Regions from separate parts of the Mus musculus genome. Here regions 1 and 2 are each linked to region 3. The links are chromatin contacts, called in public HiChIP or PLAC-seq maps. All regions are on one chromosome and are shown on one strand. The core of a region is the stretch at or near the end of the contact, and the rest is flanking DNA. Distances in the headings are between cores, read along the strand shown.

Region 1 (2,700 bases), core at 26-2,525, 90 kb before region 3:
ATCATATCATGACTGTGATGATTAAATGTGATATGATCATAATATGGGCCCATGTGCTCATATGAATCATAGGTGCTCATAGGAATTATAGATAAAATAGTCCCAATTTACATTACATTTACCTATATAGATAAATTTATAGGATAGAACCCTTTCTACTTTTAGGAGTAAGTTATTCATCGGTGTTATTTATCACTGTGTGCCTTGTGGGCAGTGTGTAGAGATAGTGTTTCTTTCTTTCTTTTTTTTAAGATTTATTTATTTATTATATGTAAGTACACTATAGCTGTCTTCAGACACTCCAGAAGAGGGCCCCAGATCTCGTTATGGATGGTTGTGGGCCACCATGTGGTTGCTGGGAATTGAACTCAGGGCCTTCGGAAGAGCAGTCAGTGCTCTTGACCGCTGAGCCATCTCTCCAGCCCCGAGAGAGAGAGTGTTTCTTATGTGTCCACTATAGTACATTCTGCCTCTGTGTTTCCATTCAAATGTCTGTTTAGCACACAAAATTACAAAAACACACTGTTGGAAATGACCTCCACAATGGTTGTGTAATATATATTTGAAATGCAAATGAATTTTGTATTCAGAGCAATTAAATACAAAAGGTGATTTAAGATGGAGTTTCTCAGGACACGTCACATGGAGTCTCTAAGTCCACTGTTTTAAGCAGTATAGGATAACTTAGAACAGGGCACAGCCTGATGCTTCAGGTAGGCATGGTAGAGAGATGCTACCACTCTTTCCTCACTCTGACTTCCGATCCCTAGCTGGGGCCATGCAGAAGCCAGAAAGCAGGAGAACTGTGTTGGTGCTGCCCAGAGAACTGGGTTTTACTGGGGCTTAGAATAGGGCGGGGAGTCAGTCTAGGAAAGACTAACGTATGAACTCTTCAGTGGACAGCCTCACTAAGCCCCTGCTTCTGAGGTCAGATTCTGGTATCCATTTACAAGTTTTAATTGATAGTTTAATCATCAGTCTTTGCAGTAATTAAATTCTCATTCTGCTCTCTGGCCAGCACACAAAACACAGGTCTGTGGGCTAACCGTATTGAGGTGCTTGAAGCACTCAGATCTTTCAGTTCCTAAGGAAATCCACTTGTTTCATTTAGAAAGCAGAGCAGGGGTCAGTTCAGGGCATGTTGAAATCATGTTCTGTGGATGGCAGGGCTCTTCTGAGCTCAGACTAGAGCCTGGCTCCACCAAGCAGTGAGGAAAGGGGGCAGCTGTGTTCACCCAGACAGATGGAATTGGAACTCCGAATGAGAGACACCAAGAATGCAAAACACCCAAGTAGGCAGATGTTAATGAGGCCCAAGCTCATTATTCAAGCCAGCTCTTAGTCTGTAGCATTGAGCAATTCTAAATCTCAGGCAGCCATTCAAACCACAGTGGCTGATAATGTGCATCACTCATTAGAAGGCCCAGACATCAGAGAGTTGGAGAGTGGGAACCAGAAAGCATCAGGAACCAAGAGCTCGAGGAAAATCATCAAAGGGTTTCAGATCCCTACACACACCCCCTACTCCAGGACCCACCCAAGCAGACTATTTGCTGAGAGAATGTGTGAGGCAAGAGAGAAATGCCTGAGTTTATCCTAGCTAGAAGGGGACAGTACATCGGATCATTAAAAAAACTTCAAATTGCCTCTCAGAACTGTCTGTGTGTCCCCTGTGGCCCTGGGCAAGAAGGAAGAGCAATTTGTCCGAGCCCCTTAATGTAAGAACTGGAGTCAGTATCCAACCTTCTCCAACTTTCTATCTGGGAACTCCAAACATTCCAGCAAAAAGGGGCAGGGCTGGGCATTAGTTCAGTAAGTAAAGTTCTTGCCCCAGCTGAGTTTGGATCACCAGTAGAGCAGAGTGTCTCTGTAACCCAGGCACTGGGAAGTGAAGACGGGGGATCCCTTGTTGTCCAGCCAGTCTTGCCTACTCAGCAAACTCTGGGACTCACTGAGAAACCCTGTCCCCCAAAATAAGGTAAACAGTGAGTGAGGCTCCTAGTATCAACCTCTGGTTCCGACTTGCATGGCACACACACACTCACGCAGGCACACACACTTTGTATGAATAATATTCCGTTGCTTCTTATTTCACATATGCTTACCCTAAGCATTGGATTTTAAATTCCAGGTAATCATTCACTGAGTGAATACTGAAGACCCGGCAGAGTCTGCAAGTGTGGCTCAGAACCCAATTTCCCCGTTAAGGCACCTACCTGTATGTGTGTGGGAAATTATTCTCATTGACTGGTCTAAAGATATCTACACCCCATGGGCTTTCCCGTCTCCCATTCATTCACACTAGAAGTAGAGGATAGAGCTGTGAGCCAAACAGCCCCCACGCTGATATTTAAGTTGTGGATATGTAGCCTCACAGCAGGTTCCGTGAGAGCAGCTGGTGTCTGAGGCAGAAAAGCACAGAAGCCTCTCCCAAGAGCTGACTGAAGCTAAATGAGACCAGAGTGAGCCCCGTGGCTCTGGAAGAAGAGCCTTAGCCTCTCATTTGACTTTGTGTGGATCCTAAATTCCTGTTTTGGGCCCCAGTATGTAGAGTCCAGGGCATCATGCATTCAACACAGGCGCTCTATCAACTGAACTTAAAAAAAGACTGACTGGGGCAAATCTCTCTACATGCTAGCCATGCTTTTTGAAACACTTCTATAAGCAGAGTCCCCTCACCCCCTCATTCTCTTTCCAGTT
Region 2 (2,700 bases), core at 37-2,536, 130 kb before region 3:
ATCCTATTTCTACTTCACCCACTCAGGGTTAGAGGACATGTGTGGGGTGGGAGCTATGAGGCTATGGAAGGATTCTACATGCCCGTGATATTTTCTCAAAAACTTGCAAAATCTCAGAGTTCCACTGTAGTCATCTATGGCTATGCATTTGTAGTCTGTCTTAGGGTTTTATTGCTGTGAAGAGACACCGTGACCACGGCAACTTTTGTAAAGGAAGACATTTCACTGGGGCTGGCTCATAGTTTCAGAAATGTAGTCCATTAGCGTCATGGCAGGAAGCATGGCAGCATGCGGGCAGGCATGGTGCTGGAGCTGAGAGTTCTACCTTTTGATAGACAGTTGCAGGAGGAGACTGTTCCACATTGGGCCACTGTGGGGCCTGCCTCCACAGTGACATGCTTTCTCCAACAAAACCACATCCACTCCAAAAAGGACACACCTCCTAATGTTGCCAGTCCCTATGGTCAAGCATTCAAATACATGAGTCTATGAGAACCATATCTATTCAAACCATCACACAGTCCCATTGCTGTGTGTATCCCTAGAATCAAAAGCCAGGACTGAGCCAGATATTTGTACATGTTCATCAATTGCAACCCTGTTAATATTCGTCACTGAGATTTACATTTCAAGTGTTATTCCCTTCCCCAATAGAATACCTTGTAGTTCCTTTGTGTCGTCGGGAACTAGCAAGGGCATTTGTACAACCACCACATTTTCAACTCCATAAAGCATAATCAATTTACTTATTTGAGTATATCATTTGTTGGGCAGGATAGAAGCTCTCTCCTTCCTCAGAATATGAACAGAAGTCCCTGTTTCTGCTTCTTGACACAGGACAAGCTGAGCACAGGTGGGACCTCTTCCTAGAAACTGTCCCTTCCTATCTTGGTTTAGGGATCCAGTTCAAGTTGGCTCAAAGCCCTACCTGGCTACATCATACTGGAACTCCTGTGGCCTCTTGAGAAGAAAATAAGTGCCTGGGAAAAGGACCTGAACTTCTAGAAACACTAGTCCCGGCTAGAGAAAGGAAGTGGGGAAACAGCCCATTTATACACAAGAAAGTGGCCCCAGGGCTCCCCTTGGCTGAGCCTCATCTTAATTTGGAACCATTTCACAGTGGACCTTTGCGATGATGACCAGTTCAAACTGAGCTGCTTAAAATGCTTGAAGCAAAAGCCTAGGGACTTGCAAATCAACCTTAGAAAGAAATTAGCTATGTCTTGTCTCAGAACTCCCAATGCCTGCTCCAAAATAAACACATAAGCTATGCTGGCGGGGAAAGCACGGCCCTTGTTCCTTCTTCGTTTTAGAAACACCATGTGTGCGTTATTTTAAATAGGCGCCAGCGCATGAGGCCCTTTTAACAAGATTGAAAACAGATGGGGCCTTAGGCTATTCAGTAGCTCTCAAAAACTAGCTTGGGACGTGCTAAGCCATCCTGTGTCCAGGCAATGCTCATTTGCTTGTTGAAACACAAGTTCAGCCGGGCCTCTGGGTCCCAGAGAGCATGTGTCTGCTTCCTGTGGCAGGTGTGTGAGCCAAGGAAAGGAAATATCTCCTCTCACCACATTTACTGTGTTTGCATTTGGTTAACCCTTCACCACCTCTGGAGCAGTGGGATGGCTCTGATATTGAGCAGCTTTGGAGTTGTGGAATTTTGCTGGCCTTGGGCAGCCTGGGCAAAGGAGGATTGGGCTAGTCTTGGTCATCTTGGGAGAAGGGGTAGGGGTCTTCTGGTTTGGGGCCTGATGCTTCTGGGGCTAAAAACAACTGTTGTGTGACAAAACATTTCCTGGGGAGGTGCAATACACACACACACACACACACACACACACACACACACACACATATCTACTCATCCCAGATAGGGTGCATGCCAGACCAAAGAATGGATGCCACCAAAGTCTAATTTGGTGAACCATAAGTTTTATTGAGGTCACTTATAGGAATATGGATGAGGGGTTACTTACAGGAGTAGAAATAACTCAAAGACAGCTGTATCACCAAAGCCTGGGACAGCATGGGTGACCGCTCACATAGCTGGGAACCTGGAGCACACTGCACAGCCGGCAGGCAGCTCAACAAGTTGGAGAGTGTCCTTAACCTCCTTCCTGGAAGATTGGCTTGTTTCTGCTTCTTTTAAGCAGCTAGACTGGTCTCAGTCCCCTTTGTAGTTCTGTTTAGCTAGTCTGCGAGGGACTCTCAACTGTTCCTGTTTACATTGGTAGGGAGGGTCTTAGTGTGTCTGGTCGGTTTCAGGGACTTCCTAAAGGTGTTCTGAGTTGTTTACCTTCCTGCTTAAGGAGCTTCCCTGCAGGATAGAATGTTTCAATCACCGAAGAAACTGTTACATAGCAGTAGCTTACCCTGACCTTCTGTGGCTCAGATCTCTCCAAAAGCTGCTACTGTTCTTACTCCAAATAGGCAGAGCCCTTCTAGTGGCTAGAGGCACTTCTCAATTAGATCTCTCCCAGGTGGATGACAGACCCTGTCTCAAAAAAAAAAAAAGTGGGAGATGCTTCATGAAGAGCAACACCTGAGGTTGCCCTTTGACCTCCACATGCACCTGCATATGCATGCACAAGTCAGGCTACAGAAACCTATCTACCCTCCTTCCTGCTTACACACCACAAACTTCTGGAGAAAGGCAGTATGGTGATTGCACAACAACATGAATACCTAACACCACTAAATTGT
Region 3 (2,700 bases), core at 190-2,689:
GCAGCCTCTTGTCCCACCCCTGCCCAGCAAACACACATTGGACCTGAGAGCTTTAAGGAGCTGGAGAAGAGAGTAGCCAGCTTCCACTTCCCCTGGAGCCCTCCAAACACTAATGTCCCCAACACTCCTCTGGATAGTGGGTTCTACTTCTTATCAAGTCCCTCTAATCAGCACAGTCTCTTTGAGACCATCACCACAAGCGATGAGACCTTTGGCAGCTTTGCTCTTTTGGTGACAAATCTGCTTTCTCCGATGATACTCACTCTCTCCCTCCTCACAAACATTCCGGGGGAAGAAAAAATATATCTTCCTGTGAATTTTCACAGCTCTATGATAAGTGATTCCCCCACAGTCACCTCAGGCCAGCTATCAACACTCTGATGCAGTTCTCCCAGGGAGGAGGGCAATCCCACAGTTTCCGCCCCCCCCCTCCCCGTTTTTTTTTCATCTCCCCCTCCCCCCTTTTCCAGCCACCCAAACTTGGCAGGCAAGAAGCTCCATTAGCACTTGCCGGGAGAGCCTGCAGCTAGGCTGAGTTTCTCAAGGAAAAGAATGAAGTTCAAGGGCGCGGGAGATAAGCAATCTTTGAAGCTAGGAGTTTTCTCTCTCGCAACTCCACCCGCACAGACTACAACTTGTAAAGTGTCGTCGAGGTCCCAGAACTTCAGTTAGCGTTCCAACTTTTCAGAATCTCTCACCCTCCTTCTCCAGCTCTTTTCCCTTCAAGGCAATGGGGAAATTTTTCTAGATATCAAGCAGGACCTCGTTCACGCTCGCCCGCCAGAGACCACTAGGCCACTGGTTGGGTTCCCTCTGCAGGGCATCTCCCCACACAGAGTCCCCGCCCAGGGAAACTGAGTCTTCCGGAGCACTTACCGATGTCGGAGTTGCAGAAGGCATCCTGGGGATGGCTGGGAGAGCATGTGCACGCTTCCGCGCCCCAGTGCCCAAGGCTCCAGCAGCTCAGGAGCACGACAAGCCCAAGCCAGGGAGTCATGGTAGCTGTTGTGGTCCGCTGCGGGGACTGCCGCTCTTTTCTTCAAAGTTGCCGAGCGCTAGCGCTGATGCTACAGTCCGAGCTCACTCGCTGGGTTTAACCGGGCACTGTGCACGGTGGGCAACGATGAGCTCCGGGGAAGTGCCTTCCAAGTAGCCCGGCGGGACAGGACTAAGTGGCCAAGGGTCGCTGGAACACGAGTCCGCGGAGCCAACGAGTGGCCTCCCGGAGAAGGATCGGGAAGCGGAGAAGCGGGAGAAGAAGATTCTTGGCGCTGGCGGCTGCCCGCTGCCCACTGTGAGCGAGAGTCCAGGGCTGCAGAGTGATATAGGGGCGCGAGGGGACCCAGCCCCTCGGGAGCTCGGGGTCCGCCCCCTCCGACCAATGGCAGCGCCGCATTACCTCATCGGCCCTCCAAAAAGGGGGCGGGGCCGGGGGGCGCGGGGCGACAGGGCGGAGCCGGCCCGGACCGTTCAGATCCTTATAGGGAATAATGCAGTTGTGGGCACGCGAGTGGGTGGGCTGGGCGCGTCCTGGGCCGGTGTGCGCTACAGCGGCGTCCCACGGCCCCTTCGCCCTACGCCCACCGCCTCTCTATGAGCCTTGGACCTAAACAAGGATTCAGTCCCAGCCACCCAGCCTTCCTGCATAATCTCTTCCAAGGGCCCCAGGTGGCCCGCACCCTGAAGTCCTTGATCACGCCTCCTGGAAAAAGTCAAGAAGGAAGCCTCAAAGAAATTTTCACCTTCTTATCTTTCCTAGAGAGAGCAGGGAGTAAGAGGAAACCGCTGGACATCAGCTTCCCTCACCTCCCACCCCCAACACACACACACACACACACACACACACACACACACACACACACACCTCTGCCTTTGTGGGATGGCTGTGGTAATTGCCATTGGGGGTAAATGGATCTGTGGAATTATTCAACAGACCCTGTTCTGGACGTCAAGCAAGCCCTTGCAACCAGGGCGATTGTGCTAGTATGATGAGGAAACTAGAATAGTTGGAGACCTAGGTTAGAATGACTAAGAGGGCGTTGTTTTCTGTGGGACAGTAAAAGATGTGACATCATGCCAGAAGAACATCAATCACAAAGGCCTGGGTCTTCTTTGAAGGAAAGAATATAGGGAAAGGGGGAGTATGATAGCTGGTCTCCCTGGTGGCAGACAGCAATCCTTCCTTCTGCAAGGAACATTTGAGGTAAAGCAATCAGTACGTGGAATAAAACCAGTTCTTAGAGAAAACCACCTATAGAGCAATATTGGTAACATTATTACCAACCCATTTTAAATAACATCTTAATTGGGGTGTGTGTGTGTGTGTGTGTGCTCATGCTGTTTTTTGAGACATAGTCTTACTATGTAGCCCAGGCTGACCTTGAACTCAAGATCTTCCTGAGTCAGGCTTCTGTTAGAGTTACAGATGTGCAGCGTCATACCTGGCCTATGCTCTCTTTTTAAAAGCAGGATTCCATACTCCATCTCGTTGTGTTCACATATTCCTTCTAGTTGGGGAAAGTGAGAACAGGTGTCCTGTGTACCTTCCAGCTGAAGAAGCAGGCCCAGAAAGGGATGCTCCCACCACACTCTCTAGCTGGCTCTTCTTACCAAAAGGGATGTACATCCCTGACTCAGCATCCCTTTGACCGATAGTACTCTTTTAGAGTAATCTCTCTCCCCTCTCTCCTACCTGGTTTT

The links. HiChIP or PLAC-seq counts read pairs in DNA pulled down with a chosen protein or histone mark.
Region 1: a contact with region 3 is called in an H3K4me3 HiChIP or PLAC-seq map of neural progenitor cells, with 26 read pairs. The contact joins the enhancer-like site here to the promoter of Timp3 in region 3. A contact is called at or near these places in 5 of 39 promoter capture datasets (embryonic stem cells, frontonasal cranial neural crest, hippocampal neurons and 2 more), 7 of 484 Hi-C or Micro-C datasets (the N1E-115 cell line, cortical neurons, cumulus cells and 3 more), 3 of 115 datasets of contacts at active chromatin or transcription factors (embryonic stem cells and neural progenitor cells) and 1 of 9 other capture datasets (adipose tissue).
Region 2: an H3K4me3 HiChIP or PLAC-seq map of embryonic limb bud shows a contact between it and region 3, with 4 times the contacts expected there. The contact joins the enhancer-like site here to the promoter of Timp3 in region 3. A contact is called at or near these places in 12 of 39 promoter capture datasets (the 3T3-L1 cell line, 3T3-L1-derived adipocytes, embryonic stem cells and 8 more), 1 of 15 datasets of contacts at CTCF or cohesin (the NIH/3T3 cell line), 4 of 484 Hi-C or Micro-C datasets (the F1.1 cell line, the HL-1 cell line, nephron progenitors and 1 more), 12 of 115 datasets of contacts at active chromatin or transcription factors (craniofacial prominence, differentiating embryonic stem cells, embryonic basal ganglia and 8 more) and 4 of 9 other capture datasets (adipose tissue, embryonic stem cells, liver and 1 more).

The regions. Positions count from the first base shown.
Region 1 is chr10:86,388,701-86,391,400 of GRCm38.p6, reverse strand. The region is part of intron 4 of Syn3 (synapsin III); the gene reads left to right. Among named protein-coding and RNA genes, the nearest start is that of Timp3, 90 kb to the right of the region's middle. Within about 2 kb of position 1,275, at least 58 of the 459 cell types and tissues checked have an H3K27ac peak or open chromatin away from gene starts, as enhancers often do. A contact at or near this core is called in the N1E-115 cell line, adipose tissue, cortical neurons and 1 more, where this site is marked.
Region 2 is chr10:86,424,552-86,427,251 of GRCm38.p6, reverse strand. The region is part of intron 3 of Syn3 (synapsin III); the gene reads left to right. Among named protein-coding and RNA genes, the nearest start is that of Syn3, 73 kb to the left of the region's middle. Within about 2 kb of position 1,286, at least 47 of the 459 cell types and tissues checked have an H3K27ac peak or open chromatin away from gene starts, as enhancers often do. A contact at or near this core is called in craniofacial prominence, embryonic limb bud, forebrain and 3 more, where this site is marked.
Region 3 is chr10:86,299,151-86,301,850 of GRCm38.p6, reverse strand. Timp3 (tissue inhibitor of metalloproteinase 3) reads right to left here and starts at 1,439. Exons shown (of 5, transcript NM_011595.2): 1 at 877-1,439. The coding sequence starts at 997. All of the region lies in intron 6 of Syn3 (synapsin III), which reads left to right.